Regions from separate parts of the Sus scrofa genome. Here region 1 is linked to region 2. The links are chromatin contacts, called in public Hi-C maps. All regions are on one chromosome and are shown on one strand. The core of a region is the stretch at or near the end of the contact, and the rest is flanking DNA. Distances in the headings are between cores, read along the strand shown. Region 1 has its middle 160 kb from the start of TCF4. Region 2 has its middle 290 kb from the start of TXNL1.

The links. A called contact is a pair of places that touch in the nucleus more often than the background predicts.
Region 1: a Hi-C map of fetal skeletal muscle shows a contact between it and region 2, with 4 times the contacts expected there. The contact joins two enhancer-like sites. A contact is called at or near these places in 1 of 47 Hi-C or Micro-C datasets (fetal skeletal muscle) and 1 of 2 datasets of contacts at active chromatin or transcription factors (skeletal muscle).

What each region holds. Positions count from the first base shown.
Region 1 is chr1:105,234,549-105,239,561 of Sscrofa11.1, reverse strand. No RefSeq gene overlaps it. Among named protein-coding and RNA genes, the nearest start is that of TCF4, 160 kb to the right of the region's middle. Within about 2 kb of position 1,756, at least 32 of the 83 cell types and tissues checked have an H3K27ac peak or open chromatin away from gene starts, as enhancers often do. A contact at or near this core is called in fetal skeletal muscle and skeletal muscle, where this site is marked.
Region 2 is chr1:105,721,906-105,726,245 of Sscrofa11.1, reverse strand. No RefSeq gene overlaps it. Among named protein-coding and RNA genes, the nearest start is that of TXNL1, 290 kb to the left of the region's middle. Within about 2 kb of position 2,860, at least 18 of the 83 cell types and tissues checked have an H3K27ac peak or open chromatin away from gene starts, as enhancers often do. A contact at or near this core is called in fetal skeletal muscle and skeletal muscle, where this site is marked.

The DNA of each region.
Region 1 (5,013 bases), core at 507-3,006, 490 kb after region 2:
TTGAACAGAAACCTGCCTGGCAGCACAGAAGTGGCCTTTTACAAAGAAATAATCCAGATAATTTATTTTCCCTTCTGCTCGTGTAGACCTGTTTCCCTGAAATTCTTTTCAATCCGCCTGAATACAGAAGAGCACCAGGGGGAGCTCACACATCTTCCTTCTTTTTCTCCCCCTCTCAGAGAAGGTTGGCTCTTGTATCCCAGGGAAAGGGTGGGTCAAAACAACATATCTGAAATAATTTAGCGATGTAAACACACAGGTAATATTCTAGATTTTTCTGGAAGGCTCTGCACTGTCTCACTTTGGGCACACCTAAAATCAGCGGTCAGTCAACTCAGCTGGCTCTGAGTTGTGGCCTCTTAAACTCCTGAATCAAAAAGCATAAGGGCACATCTCTATGTCTCCCTTAAAAAGAGAGAGAGAGAGAGAGAGAGAGAGAGAGAGAGAAATCGGGAAGGGGAGACAGAGAGAAAGAGAGATTCTGCTTCCTTGCAATTTGAAATGACATTTTTCAGAACACTTCAGTTTTAATCACAGTGGAGAGTAATGGAAGGGATTTGGGTCTTTGACTTTCTACATTAATCAATGGGATTGATTTTTTTTTTTTTAATTTTAAAGAAGAGAAATAGCCTCTCTCCCCACCCCCTTCTCTCTCTGAAAACATGAGACAAGGAGGAGAAACTCTAAATATATAGTTAACTGTTGTATTATCAGTATGAGTGGAGAGAATCAATGGTATAAAGAATCCTAAAGGACTAAATAATCCCCAGCTCTACTCCAGGAGTGTGTGTTTGTGACAGTGACATTCAGAGTGTAGAGAGCCCTAGCCTGCCCCAACTGGTGAGAGGGGGAGAAAAAAGAGCCCCTGCTTCTGACACTTGATGCACAGAAAATGCTCTTCACTCACTACTTTCAAGAAATGATACAGTTCTAATCTTAACTTTTGAAACTACAGATCACAAAATCTTTTAGAGATCCTAGCTCTGGAAGATCCCTTCATGAGGTCATCTAACCAAACCTCTACTTTAAGGCAGGTGAGATAAAACTGTTTTAAATTTTACTTTAATAGATGAAGTAGTTGAGGTTCAGAGAGGACAATTAAGAGCCTGAGTCAGGCAGTGAAACGATTTTTGTCTGTAAATTAAAAACCCACTCAGCATCCAATTCCCCATGCTTGCCCTTGCCCCCATTATAAAACTGTAAATAACGTTGTTTTAATATTCCAGGTCTAAACTTTGAAGAACCCACAACCCAAAAGAGGAAAGATGACTGAATCAAAAGGGAATGCAGAATAATGAAAAACTGAGGTAGCTAAACACCTGGAGGAAACGCTAGGATTGATCAAAGATCCCATCAAATGTGGCTTTCTCCCCAGGTTAAGGAGGCTGAACCGCAAAGAAACCACGGGGCAGCCGAGGAGACGACGCCTTTTGGGGCCCTGTGTCGCGCTGCAGTATGATCAGCTATAAGGCCGGGCGAGGCAGCTGCCGCTTGGCGCCCGAGCGGAGGCACCGCGTGGCAAGGCCGGCGGCGACAACGCAGGGCGGTTGGCTCCGGGAGGGTCGGCCGGGCGCGCCGAGGCGGCGCGGCTACCGCGAGGAGCGCGCTCCAAGCCCGACTTGTTGGAAGATCTCGTGGCGCTCGGTCGGCGACAGAGATAGCGGCGCCGCAAGAGCGCACGAGGGCACGCCCACCGCAGGCCAAAGGGCTGCAGTTACAGTGGCCCGCCAGGGGACAGGGACGCCCCCCCGGCCAGCGAAACAGGCTCGGCCTCCGCCGCCGAGCCGGTCCGGACCGCGCGCAGCGAAAATAATGGAGATGTAGCCAGCGGAGGCTCGTATAGCGAGATCCAAATCCAAGACTCTATGTCGGCGTGGATGGAGGGCTGGCGGCAGAGGGACAGGGGCTTTAATCGCGACAGAAGCCCTGTAGGTGGTTCAGACTTTTTCTTTTGCCCTCAGGGGTCGAGCATCCGAGGTTAAACTGCCTGCGACTCACATGTCAGTGCAGCAGTTTCCCTGAGACTTCAGCGGCGGGAGGCCGAGCACCTGTGCTCCGTGCCTCTTGTAGGGACAGCTGTGCGCATCCCTCGGGCCCACAGACCGCACCATCTGACCTGCCAGGAACGAAATCTGAGCCTCGGAATTTGAAGGGCCCCGCGCACGTTCCTTCTCGGATAAATCTCCTAGGAAAGGATCGTTATTCTCCACTCAGAGATTATTTAGAGAGATGTCCTGGACGGGATAGGTAAACATATGACAGCCCAAGGAAGACATGTAAAACTTTAAATTGTAGACACTTAAGCACCAACTGTCTGGAGCCCTGAAGGGGGGAAAAATTATCCATCATCAGAAACTGCCAGGGCTGCTGGCATTTTCTAAATCAGAGGATGTATTAACCAGAGTGTGGGAAGTTTTCTGAACACAGAATTCATATTTCTGAAGCTCGTGAAGGGAGTGCTTCAACTCTCTTTCTGGTTGTTGTATCTTAGATCCCTAATTCCTTGGTTTTAACCACCAAGAAGAATTCCTTATAAGCAAGTTATTAAAAGCATTTACATTAAATATTACTGGATGGGAAATATTTCGTTTCCCATGCTCATTGTATCATATTCACTATGAACATCTCTGTGATCCAGAATGTTTGATATCAGACAGGCTTTCACAAGAACCCAAGCAGGTGTTAAAGGGCCCCACAGCACCTTGCGCTTGTGCAAACAAAGGGAATCCAAGGATGCTGCTGATGAATACGAAGTAAGGAAAGACACCCTTTTTCCCCCTTATTTTTAAGCTACTCTCTTAACCCAAAGAAACATTCTTTCTTTGACCATAAGATGAAGATTATTTAATTGATAACTTTGAGGGCCTTGTTCCTCTGTCACTCTTGAAGTTTTTTTGGTGGGGGGGGGCTGTTTGGGGGGAGGGTTTTTTGGGGGGAGAGGGCTAAGTGGAAAGGGAGAAGGAAAAGAAATTTGTTACTGGCTTTATCGAACCCTGTTAGGTTCCGTTTCTAACATGATGTGGAATGGAGAAGTTGCAATAAGTACATGATGGGAAAATAAGGTCTGTTAGAAAAATGTTAGGAAATAGGAATTTAGTGCCCTGGAGAAAAAAAAGGTCAAGAAAACCTTTAGTTTCTGTGCCTTTTAGATAGATAAAATACCAACCTACGAAGAAGAGATAGGGGTGGAATATATTTCCCCAGGCACCTATCTATCCAAAACTTTACTTGCATTATCTCATTGAATTGTTTCCACAACTTGAGAAAAAGGGTATGAGTTTTAATCCAATCCTTTTACAGAGCAGAAACCTGTAGAGAGCCCAAAGCAAATTGCCTGAGGGCTTTTATAACTAGATAGGAGCAGAATTAGAATTGACTAAGGAAGGGGTAAAGAAGAACTTGAGAATTAGTGTTTTTAATCTTGATTAGTTACAGAGGAAAAATGGGAAATTAATTACTTTCTGGGAGGATCTTTAGATTAGTGGGGGGAAATGATATTAAGAAAGACAAGTCCAAGTGAATTTTTCTTATTTCCTATTAGTGGCTTCAAGAAAGGTGTGACAGGGAGTTCCTATCGTGGCACAGCAGAAACGAATCCGACTGGGAACCATGAGGTTGCGGGTTCGATCCCTGGCCTCGCTCGCTGGGTTAAGGATCTGGCGTTGCCATGAGCTGTGGTATAGGTTACAGACTCGGCTTGGATTTAGCGTTGCTGTGGCTCTGGCCTAGACAGGCAGCAACAGCTCTGATTCGACCCCTATCCTGGGAAAGGCAAGGGTTCTAGTGTTTGAATGTACCAAGACTCTGGGAAGAGGGCAGATAACTATAAAAGCAAGCTGTGAAGGTCTGAGCAGGTGGAGGAGAATGATTATGAAAAGCTTAGAGCAAGGTACCTCCACATCATAACCTCCATATGCCATGGGTACAGCCCTAAATAAAACAAAACAAAAATAGTGTGACAATTTGGGACAACCAACAACCAAATGGTGCCCAAATTCATTTGCTAATGTTCTTTTCAACTGATAGATTTACTAGCAATAATTAGGCACATGTCGTGTCCTTATTCTTCAGGAAATTTCTGTTATTTGAGGAGAAAAGCTTTAGACTCCTTCCAATTTAAGAACAATTGGATTTTAGTTGGCAAATAGACAATTTATCTGTATGATTGAATTTAAAAGGCTTGGAAAGGGTCCTAAGGGTCCAAAGAGAATAAAAACTGAGAATAAGCATGGCTCTTGAATCGGACAACTCTAGCTGTGAGTTTGAGCTGTGCTAGTTATGGCTAGCTGTGTGACCACAGGCAACTTTCTTAACCTCTCTGGGCTTCAGCATCCTCATCTCTAAAATGAGGCAAATTAACCTTTGCAAGGTTATTGTGCAGATAAAATAAAATATTATGGGGGAAAGCTTTTAACACGATGCCTGGTATATAGTAGATGCTCAAAAGTGTTAGTGTAGCTTAATGTGATTAAAGCATGTGAGAGCAGATTTTGAGAGGGTGGGAAAGCGCACCAGACGTGGGACTGGAAAAAGGAAGTGCCACCAACTTGAGCTCAATTTTGCCTGGAGCTGCCTCTGGGGGAAAGGCAAGGGTTCTGGTGTTTGAATGTACCAAGACTCTGGGAAGAGGGCAGATGACTACAAAAGCAAGCTGTGAAGGTCTGAGAAGGTGGAGGAGAATGATTATGAAAAGCTTAGAGCAAGGTACCTCCACATCATAAATCTTCTTGATCTTGAGATCAAACAGTACTTTCAGAAACTGCAAGAAATGAAGGCTGAGACAAAATGCCACCATGTAATTTTTAAGCCAGTTAGTAATGATGGCATAGGACAAAAATGTTTGTATTCTTACTTAAACCTTGAACTGCTAAGGGAATTTATTCTTCAATTTTTTAATAGAGATATTTCAACCATTTTTTTTAAATTATACCCAATTTTTGCCTAGTTATTATTTACTACTGCTCTGCCAAAGGGAGAGAAAAGTTATTACTTTGGGGCTTGTATTTGAATATG
Region 2 (4,340 bases), core at 1,611-4,110:
GGGAAGATTCTTTTCTTTTGGCTTGTTTTTGTTTTTCTTTTTACAGGCACACACCTGCAGCAGTTGAAGTTCCCAGACCAGGGGTTGAATAGGATCTGCACCTGAGGCCTATGCCACAGCCGCAGCAATGCCAGATCTATGCTGCATTTGCAACCTATACTGCAGCTTGCACCAATGCTGGATATTTAACCCACTGAGCGAGGCCAGGGATCGAACCCACATCTTCACAGAGACCATGTTGGGTTCTTAACCCACTGAGCCACAGTGAGAACTCCCTGGGAAGATTATTTTCTAATTGTTGAAAATCTGCTGCTGTAGGGATTCTGTCCCCCACATCTGGATATGGACGTCCCAGAGCAGGTGAGACGCTCTCTGGTCTGGCCTCCTGACCCCAGGGGACTCCCGCTAGAGTCCCAGAGGGTGCAAAGCAGTTGTTTGTTCTTTTCCTCACTTGAAAACATAGTTTCTTCGTTGAAAGGAACTGATGAATCAAGTAGCTGATTGCCTCAATAAATAATTTCTCTTGGGTGAGTTGGCTACTTAAATGTGAAAAAAACGCATGGATAACCCCCACCTTGTAAATCTCTATAGTGACCATTTTAGGCTGAAGGGACAGATTGGTGGGAGAAGGCCTTTCAGTTGTAGTCAATATTGACATTCAAGTGGGTCTGGGAATCCTGTCAAAATGGAGATTCTGATTCCGAGGGTCTGGAGTAGAAACCAAGGTGCTACTTTTCTTTTATCTTTTTGTCTTTTTGCCTTTTCTTGAGCCGCTCTCGCGGCATATGGAGGTTCCCAGGATAGGGGTCGAATCAGACCTGTAGCCACCGGCCTACACCACAGCCACAGCAACACAGGATCCGAGCCGTGTCTGCAACCCACACCACAGCTCACGGCAACGCTGGATCCTTAACCCACTGAGCAAGGCCAGGGATCAAACCCACAATCTCATGCTTCTTAGTCGGATTCGTTAACCACCGTGCACGATGGGAACTCCAAGGTGCTGCTTTTCTAACCAGCTCTCAGACAGTGATGCTGCTCTGAAGACCATACTTGGACCAGACCTTAAATCACTGACAACAGCCAGGCAAAGTTCTTTCTCTGGACCCATGATATCTTCTCATGAGCCAGGCAAGGTAATTCCCACCCCTAATGGTGAATGAGCTTCTTAGCTTGGCTTTTTAGAAAAAAAGGAAGGGAAGTTTCTTATAATTGAAAAGGAAATTATTTCAAACTGGAATTCAGTTACCTAAACAAAGTTTTGTGAATGATGCTCTTGTTTTCCTACAACTGTTATTCATACTGTTTCAAAAATGCTGCAAAGATGGTACAGGACACACCTATGTGTGTGGGGGGGGGAGGTGGTGGTTGATATCATTAAGACTAACCATCTGTGGTGCAGAAATCCTGTCTTTAATTAGAAAAGCTTAAAAAACAGGCCAGGTCTCCAAAGTGGAGTGGGGTTATGAGTATTGACAAAATGTTAGAAAAAACATTATTTGCAGAATCAAAGTAGGGATCACTGCTCTCTCATCTCCCCTTCCATTTTTCTGTCCAGCTTAGTGGTCACAGTGGTATTAACTGTCCAGCCAGCTGTCCAACCTCCATCTGATGGTGCCACCGAGCTCTCTTTTGAGGGTGGCTTTGGGACGGGGGTGGAGGGAGTTTGGGTTTTTTCCCTTCACATTTGTTGCCCAGGACGTTCTCGGGGTGATGCTAAAAAATTAAGTTCCTGTCCTTACCGGAGCACTGCAAGTGTCCCCTGCTGTCCCCAGCACAGGAACACAGCCATGGGCCTGGGGCACTGAGCTAGGCCCAATGGGGAAGGCAAAAGGTGAAAAGAGCTGGGTCTCACCACTGTGGGTCTTATAAGGTAGCTTTGAGATCACTAACCACATCAGCAGGAAACCATAAGTTCTAAATGAATGATACACAGGATCAGGATGTGGGCTAACGAGCGCGTGGGGAAACTAAATGAGGTCATCAGAAAGGCTTCATCAAGGAGGTAGCAATTGATTTAGTCCTGGAAGGGAAGGGAGAATTAAATAGCGCCTGAGAGATCTAAGGTAGTACAGCCTCGAAGAACATCCTCTTCCCAAATCTCTTTCTGGGAATGGCGTGGGGAGAAGAGGAAAGCGGCACATTGATTAATTTTGATGATAGGAATTGCCAATGGCCCTCCTTGTGGCCCATCTGAATACCGTTAGCCAAGGGCAAGCACCACTTGCCAGAAGGGTTCTGTTTCTTGCTAAACACCACTCAGAATCAGGTATAGACAGGGATACAGTTAAATTCTACCTTCCTTATTAAATGCTTGCTTTCCAGGGAGATGCTGTAATCAGGCAGCCCAAATTTCTCCCTCAACGCCAGGAAACCCTTTAGCACCTGATTTCCAGCTTTCAAAACTGTCACTTACATTTTAAACCCAAAATATTCAATTTTTTACTCATTGGTAGATTCAGAATCATAATGGCCAGGCCAGAACAACTTCATAATGATCTAAAAACAAACAAACAAAAACCCACTAGAGCTTTATTTTTTTTTTTTTAATTTTAAACTTTAGGCTTCACGTTTCAAAGTTTTATCAGACTGCTGTCCCCCCCCAACCCCCCATAATTTAAACCATTGTTTTCCAAGGGAAATTTAATAATAAGAGCCCGCCATGTGTTTCTGCTTAATTTTGGAAGCCTGTGTTATGCAGTCAAAGATTCTCATTTGAAAATAATTCCTGTCCTTATTCTAGAACTGCCAGGGGAATAAAATTTGAAAAACATGTTGCAGCTCTCAAGTTTATGTTTTGCCTAAAGCCAAGCAGTGCTGGAAGATCAAAGTTTGGAGTGGAGATCTAAAGTTAGAACCACTGCCTTGCAAAGCGCTCACAAACCCAGAGTTGGGCCCAGCAGCTGCCTGTCCAGGTCCTCCGGTAATTAGCTCTGGTGCAGACGGAGGCCCCTGCCCCTCCTCCGGCTAGGGCCTGGGCCTCTGGGGCCCCTGTTGCCTGGGAAGCAGAGCCCCACAGAGATGGAGCAGGCAGGTATTTTTAGTCCACTGGTACACCCGGTATAGGCCCCTTGCATTCCACAATTTGCATATGGGAGGAGCAGGAGGGAACCCTGCCTCGCTTGTTGTTTGCTGGGTCTGCCCTTAGTGGGGGCTATTGTCAACATGATAGATTCAACTAATACTGTTTAAGGATGGGCAAACTGGGGCATGTTTGCTATTCTCAAGCTGCCTCTTGTTCTCTCTTAAAAAATGAGTATATGTATTGTGTGTATATGTAATATGAGTGAGTATGTATGTGTGGTGCATGTTTGTTTACATACAGAATGTATATTCTTAATATACATAGTTTATTAATAACATATTTAGTTTATTATGTAGTTTATATTTAAACTATAAAATAGTTTATACATGGAACTTTAAGTATATATTCTATATAGTTTATATAAAATATATATTTTAATATATATTCTACATAGTTTATATATATTTAAATATATATTCTATATAGCTTATATAAAATATATTTTATATATTGATACACACACACACACATATATATTTCGTAAGCCCTAAAGCCCAACTTCCCCCTCCCTTGTCAAATCTCTAACTTGACCCTTTTAGGCTTTTGTAGAATTGAGTGTAGACTGTGATTTCTTAAAGTACCAGAATGGCCTTCAGGGGTAGCAACAGAACTTTCAAAGGCTATCTACATTTCTCCCTTCACCTCCTCTGGCAAGTTCTATTTGCAGGTGGTGAGCCAGGCTAAAGGATCCAATAGCACATTCAAAATGTTACGAATCAGAAATTGTAGGCGTCCAAGTAGGTGGACATGAATAAATGCGGCTCTTTACTGCAAAGGTTCCCAGCCTTGCACCATTGAAAATGAACTTGACCTGCAAATGCCTCTTGGGCTAGCCAGAAAGGAAAACTGAACTTCGGGAGGCTGGCAAATGACGATGGGAAGCCCAAGTCATTCCCCTGCAGATGTGATCTGCTGGAATCCCACTGATGGCAAATGTTCCAAGGTACATTCCCCGACGTGGTACTAGTACTGTCAAGGCTTCCTGTTGACTGCCGTTCCCTTGGCAGCTGTTCATGGGGAAGCATGCAAAGCAGCTGCCTGTTTTCAATCCGAGCGAGCTCCCCAGCACTTCTCAATTTAAGATAGGCCATTTTTCCACAGAGCCTCGGTTTTCCAACGGCTTCTAACTTTGCAATCTTTGATACACTTTCTTGATGCAGTTGATAATAGGAAAAACAGGTGAACTGCTAAGTTTCACTCAAGCTGTCCACCTAGCTATTTTTACACTGTGTAAGCTGAATCAGCTCCTTGTATT